2 separate regions of the Ovis aries genome follow, and region 1 is linked to region 2. Evidence: chromatin contacts called from public Hi-C data. All regions are on one chromosome and are shown on one strand. Each heading gives the region's core, a stretch centred on a gene start, on an enhancer-like site or on the middle of the called end of the contact. The rest is flanking DNA. Distances are from core to core; before and after follow the strand shown.

Region 1 (3,154 bases), core at 204-2,703, 620 kb after region 2:
AAGAAGAGAGAAGCGGGCAGGGGCTGGATGAAGCCCAGAGATAGGTAATGGAAATGAGTTTGGATTTTAAAAGGAAAAAGAAGTAAAAGATAACTAAATTTGATTTTTAAAAGGATGATTTTAGCTACAGAAGAATAGCTTGGACGGAAATGTGATTTTAGAGGTCAAAGGTAGAAGGCGCAGACTACAGAGGGAGATTTAGAGATAGTAAATGATGCAAACTGTAAGAGACGTAGGACCAGCAGAGGTGAAAAGTCGCTCAGTCGTGTCCGACTGTTTGTGACCCCATGACTATACAGTCCATGGAATTCTCCAGGCCAGGATACTGGAGTGGCTAGCCTTTCCGTTCGCTAGGGGATCTTCCCAACCCAGGGATCGAACCCAGGTCTCTCGAATTGCAGGTGGATTCTTTACCAGCTGAGCCACAAGGGAAGCCCAGGACCAGCAGAAGTTGTTGGTCAATTATATACAGACAAGTGAAGACAACCAAGGATGACTTGAGTTTCTGTCTTGAGCAACTGGGTGAATGGTGGACTCCTTTACTGAGAGAGAGATCAAAGGACCAACTTACATTCTTTAGAGACAAGTGCCTGCGAGCTCAGGTACTCCAGACATGTCCAACTCTTTGGGACCCCATCGACTGCAGCTTGAGGGCTTCTCTGTCCATGGAATTTTTCAGGCAAGAGTCCTGGAGTGAGTTACCATTTCCTTCTCCAGGGTTCTCTCCATCCCAGGGATTGAACCGGAGCCTCCTGCAAGAAGGGAATGGTTACCTACTCCAGTATTCTGGCCTGGAGAATTCCATGGACAGAGGAGGCTGGCAGGCTACAGTCCACGGGGTCACAAAGATTCAGACAGGACTGAGCGACTTTCACTCACCCACTCCTGCACTGGCAGGCAGATTCTTTACCACTGTGCCACCAAAGCTTTGTTCTGGACATTTTAGGTTTCAATAAGACCTCGCAGCATCCAGGTCAAGCAGGCATTCGAATAATCAGGTGTGAAGCTTGGCAAGAAGGACAGAATTAGAGATTAACCTGAGAAAGACATCAGGTAGAGGGTACTTAACTTACGGGGTGGGGGTCGGGGGGTGGAGAACCAGCTCACATTGAAAGGGAAAGGGGCCCAGGTTTAGTAGGAGGATCCTTAAGGAACTTAACTGAGAATGAACAGTGGGGCTTAATGAGGTCACAATGACTTGCGTTGGATCTGACTTAATGGCTGTTTTAAACCCGAGTCCACGGATCCTTTTACTGCACTAACAATCAGTTTGCGGCCAAACACCGCCGCCTGGCTGGAGCCGGTTCACGCAGAACTGAAACCTCCCATGCAAGCCGGCCTCGCCCCCGCCCAAGGCAGCAGCGCCAAGGCTCCGCCCCTTCCCAGTCCTACCAGGCTCCACAATCACCTACAGAGATCATCGCTGTGCCCAGGCGGTTGTGTCGACCCAGCTAGACAGGAGCTGAAACCATGGCGGAGAAGACTCAAAAGAGGTGGGTCGCTGTCTGAGAACCTATCCTGTCCTCCCCGCAGGGGTGGAATCTGCTCCTGGTCGCCAGTGGTGGGGACTTGGGTGGTGTCTTATCCAGGCGCCCCGCCCAGATAGTTCCTAAGGCCCTCCGCCTTCGCGGAGGGAGGAGGCGACGGGCTGGGGGTAGCGAGGGACGGGGAAGGATGCGGAATGGGGTGGGGGAAGGTCCTGGTTCGTGGTCCCTCTGTGGCCTCGCTGGCCCCCCGCCGCGCGCCCGCGCTGTCTCGGGCGGGCCTGCTGGGGATGCAGGGCATCCCCGTCGCCTGGGACACGGAGGGACCCTCCCCTTTCCCGCGGCACTCGAAACCCCTGTAGCTGTCCTGTGTCCCCCATCACCCGCGGTCCCCCAAACCCTCGCTGTCCGTCGGGGGCGCCCCGTGTATGTGTAAACGGACTCAAAGTGGGGCCCGCGCCTGGGCCAAAGCTAGCTGCTTGGTAAACGCGTGGGGACGGGCCTCGGCTGCTGGGCGCTGTCGGTGGAAAGGGACAGCTGGGATGCAAGACAAGCTTCAGTTAAACCGTTTCCCAAAGCAGCAAAGTTGAGCACCCTCTGCTGACTCTTTTAGAAAATGAACACCGACAAGCCTTGTTTTGGGGGCGGCCGTAAATTAACATTTAGGTTTTTCATCCATTTAGGTAGGTAATTGGAGAAGGCAATGGCACCCCACTCCAGTACTCTTGCCTGGAAAATCCCATGGACCGAGGAGCCTGGTAGGCTGCAGTCCATGGGGTCGCTAAGAGTCGGGCACGACTGAGCGACTTCACTTTCGCTTTTCACTTTCATGCATTGGAGAAGGAAATGGCAACCCACTCCAGTGTTCTTGCCTGGAGAATCCCAGGGACAGAGGAGCCTGGTGGGCTGCTGTCTGTGGGGTCGCACAGAGTCGGACACGACTGAAGCGACTTAGCAGCAGCAGCAGCAGGCAGGTAATTGTAATCTTTTGCATAAGCTAAAGAGGAACAGATATGCTAGGAATATTATGCACAGTATATAGGAGTGTGCTGTGGAGATGGGGGTACTGTTGATATTTTATTAGTTAGGACTTCGGCTAAGTCTTACCTCAGCTGCCTGCTCCCGGCTCCGTCCCTTCACTCCTGAGTTTTATTATTCCTGTCTCACAAAGAAATATGCTGACTGACGCACACAACCTGGGCCATCTTCCTTGGGCATAAAACTGAAGACAGGGCACTTTTGAGTCTCTCCTGTTCTCACCTGCCCAGTATAAGTTAAATATTAGATAATGCTTTTTTCATTAAAAAAAGAAATCATAGCAAGAGGGAGGCTGAGGGAATGGAAAACTAGGATCGGAAATCATGTGTAAAATGAGCTGTTTTATAGGGGTTTATTTATTTGTCCACAGCTTAATAAGATTGCTTTTTTTACACACACAAACCCACCTGAAGCTAAAAGGATTGGAGAAAAAGTGTTTATAAATGGTGATTTATCACCATTTTCAAGGGCAAAATCATTCAGCTGACACAGGAAAACTGTCCAAAGTGACAGGCTGTTTCCAGGAAACTTCCAGCTAACAAAAAGGGATGATTGATATTCATGTTTTAGAGTGTGGCTGAGCACAAACCTTAGCATGGACTGTTGCTGCTTTACACCTTTAAGCCCCGCCC
Region 2 (3,138 bases), core at 635-3,134:
TTTGATGGCGGGGGTACGAAACGCCTCCCTCGGGTCCTGGGGCGGCCAGAACCCGCAGCGGGCTAAGGAATGCACGGAATGCGGCGCGGGTGGAAGGGGCGCAGCGCCGCAGGGCCCCAGCGACTCGCCCGCTCCCGGCCTGGCCGGGCAGGTGCGGCCTGCGCCCGGGTCCTTCCAGGTGCTTGGGTAGCCTTCGGCCCTTTTGGAGTTTTCGACTTGCAGATTTGATAAGATCGCCCCTTCCCTAGAGTTTCGCACTTAGCACGCGCCGCCATCTGACAGTCTTGAGTCTGAACAAAAGATCGTTACTTCTCAGCTACCTTCATTTAAGAGGCCCCATCCCGCTTGGCGACACCCGCAAATACTCGGGCCTCCCGCCTCCGTCTCAGCCCGAGGCAGGAGGGTTTGGCCACCCTTCCTGGTGGAGCTCGGAATTGGGCGGCAGGAGAGGAGATATGGATTTGCTCCACACCAACCCCGCAAGCTGATCCTCGATTTTGCATTTATGAACGGTTGGTTTCCAGCAGGAGCCGCAGAACCGATCACACCCCAGCGCTCACCCCGCCGCTTCCCTCTCTTCCCCACGTCTCGGAATCTCGTAATCGGATTCGGTGCGGGACCCGGCCATGCCAAACCAACAGGCCTAACCTATCCCCCACCGCCCGCGTAGTGGCACTTGAGAGCACTTCCCTGGACTCGAAGGTGGAAAAGCTGCTGAGTCGCTTCTCCCGCAAGGCCAGACCGTTAGTGGATGTAAACAAATGCAGAATCGCCGGGAAGGGTCCGGAATTGCAGGTGACTGAGCCCTCACCATCTCTGAGGACTTCAGGAGCTCGCGCTTGCACACAAACGCACAGAACCCTTGCACACCAGCGCGCACACCAACACGCACAAAGCGTTTGGGGGGCATCCCGCAGCCACGAGTCCCCCCCCACCCCAGGCACCTCTTCTCCTGCCCACTAACGCGCAGGCCGCCCAGCCCCGCCGCACCGACCCTCCAGCTCGCGCCCAGCGCCCGCGTTTACCTTTCAGTAGGCAGATGTCGGTGCGCTCGGCGTTGCGACGCAGCGCCTGCACCACCAGCGACACGGTGCTGTCCTCGCGGAGGCTCTCGGCGCGCGGGCTGCGCTCGTCGTAGACGATGACGGCGGAGTAGAGGCCGGAGCGCAGGCGGGCGCGCACCTCCTCCTCGGCGGGCAGGATCTGCTCCAGGCTCACGGAGCCCTTAGCCCGCCGCCGCACAATGGTGTTGCAGCGCACGTTGACCGAGCCTCGGATGTAGCCCGCGCTGTGCGCCAGGAACGGTCTGCAGTCCAGCAGCAGGCACTTGCCGCCGCTCAGCAGCCCCAGGGCGCCGTGGCTGCCGCTGCCGCCCGCGCCGCCGCCGTTCTCGTCCCGGTTCATCAGCCTTTTGAGCACGCTGCAGTCCATCTCCCGCAGCTCGTCCACGGTCACCATGGTCGCCGGGAACCGCGTCTGTTGGACACGCGAGGAGGCGAAGGACGCCCGGGCGAGCTGGGCTCCAGGAAGGGGTGAGCGGGGGGCTACGAAAGGGCGCGCGCGGGCAGAAGCGGCCTCAAACTTGGCCCCTAGGGGCTCTCACTGGCGAACCTCTTCTCCCGGCTTCCCCTTTCTCGCGCAGCTTCTCAGTTACATAGCAGTCCGGGCGGCCTCGGGCGCCGGGCAGCACGATGCCAAGGGGGAGGTGGCACTGGAGTAGTGTTTACGGGAGAGGTACGAGGGCTCCCTCCTGTTGTCGCCTCTATTGTATTTTGCCCGTTGCGCTGCCGTTCCGGCCGCGGTTCCCCCACGAACTGCCGGAGCTCCGCGCTCTGCCCCAGCCAGAGTTTCCTCTCCTCGGCGTATAGATTTATTAATGTTCCTCGGCTCTCCCGCGGGAGGGGGCAGATGCATTACTACCTCGCGAGGCTCCGCCTCTTTCCATTCTCGGCCGCGAGCCCTGCCCCGCCCCCCCGCGCCCGCGCCCCGCCCCCTGGCGGCTTCCCCCGCCCCTCCGGCCCCACCTCCTCCGCGCGCCCCAGCGAGTGAATGGAGTGCCGGCCGCTCGCTCCTGGTCACGGGGACGCGACGTCACAAAGAGCGGAGTAAACAGGGCGCGCGGCGGTCGCCGCCAGGCCCATTCATAAAACCGAGACCTAGAGGAAGAGGGAGGAGGCCTCCGACCCGCTGGCGAGCGGCTGCGCCGGGACTTTGTGAATGGAGCGTGGCGGCGCCTCTCCCCTGCCTCCGCGCGCGTCCAGCCCGACCCGAGTTGCCTTGCAGCCACTGCACCCCCGCCTCGGTGGTGGCGGCGATGATCCGCGGGAAAAAATCGCCAGCCGAGAAGCTGGCCTAGCGGAGGGCCGGACTCGGTTTTGAGCTTTCATGCCGGTTTACCTCCGCGCTTCCCGCTTGCCCGCCTCGCAGGTGGCCCCCTAGTACCCAAGGGGACTAGGAAATGCCGCATCGCAGCCGGCCCAGCCAGGCCCTCCTCGCCCCAGCCTTAGGGAGCGCATTCAGCCCGCCAGGCGTTTTTGGCTTTTTTTTTTTTTCCAATTGCAGATCCTCAGACTTTAGCTTCTGCCTTAGCCTGATCGATTTTCATCTTAAGGTATTAAATCAGTTTTATAGCTTCCCGAGGAACGTGGGCAAACCCGAATCCAGAAGATGAAAGAGAAAGCCCTCGCTCCCCGAAGCCCGGTAATAGGAGTGAAGTGTTGAGTTTGTTGCTTTATGACCCAGAGGGAGACATTAATTGGATCCGGAATGTTGTTCCCAAGGAGGAAGGCGGAGTGCCACTCCCTTCCACGCTTCCTAAAGATGTTTATTTAACCCTGATAGGGGGTGGGGGACAGACATTTTCGGCTTTTGGAAAAGTCCTCACGCCTCTGGTACTCGTGTGAATTGTCTCTCAGGAAATGACAATTAGGGTCCACATTTGGTGCGAAACTAGACCCAGAGAAATTGACGCGTAAAGAATTTAATACATCCCAGGGCCGATTCGGGTTTCTTTGCGTCCGTCTTTCCCGGTCCGGTCTCATTTTCCCCGACCCCGCTTTTACTTATGCATTTAATTTCCCAGAGGCCACTTTTGGCAGGAGATGCGTGCGCGCAGCGGTGGGGGACACGACAGAAGCC

What was found. Hi-C and Micro-C count contacts between places; a contact is called where the count stands out from the background.
Region 1: a Hi-C map of hypothalamus shows a contact between it and region 2, with 2.5 times the contacts expected there. The contact joins the promoter of DCTN6 here to the promoter of DUSP4 in region 2. A contact is called at or near these places in 3 of 16 Hi-C or Micro-C datasets (hypothalamus, skin fibroblasts and tail adipose tissue).

What each region holds. Positions count from the first base shown.
Region 1 is chr26:25,457,564-25,460,717 of ARS-UI_Ramb_v3.0, forward strand. DCTN6 (dynactin subunit 6) reads left to right here and starts at 1,454. Exons shown (of 7, transcript XM_004021755.5): 1 at 1,454-1,493. The coding sequence starts at 1,471. It overlaps LOC121818024 (a long non-coding RNA gene), which reads right to left and starts at 1,554. Exons shown (of 4, transcript XR_006058120.2): 1 at 1,413-1,554; 2 at 880-1,006; 3 at 572-752.
Region 2 is chr26:24,837,433-24,840,570 of ARS-UI_Ramb_v3.0, forward strand. DUSP4 (dual specificity phosphatase 4) reads right to left here and starts at 1,885. Exons shown (of 4, transcript XM_004021751.5): 1 at 1,026-1,885. The coding sequence starts at 1,458. LOC121818096 (a long non-coding RNA gene) reads left to right here. Exons shown (of 2, transcript XR_006058205.2): 1 at 1-2,700; 2 at 3,083-3,138.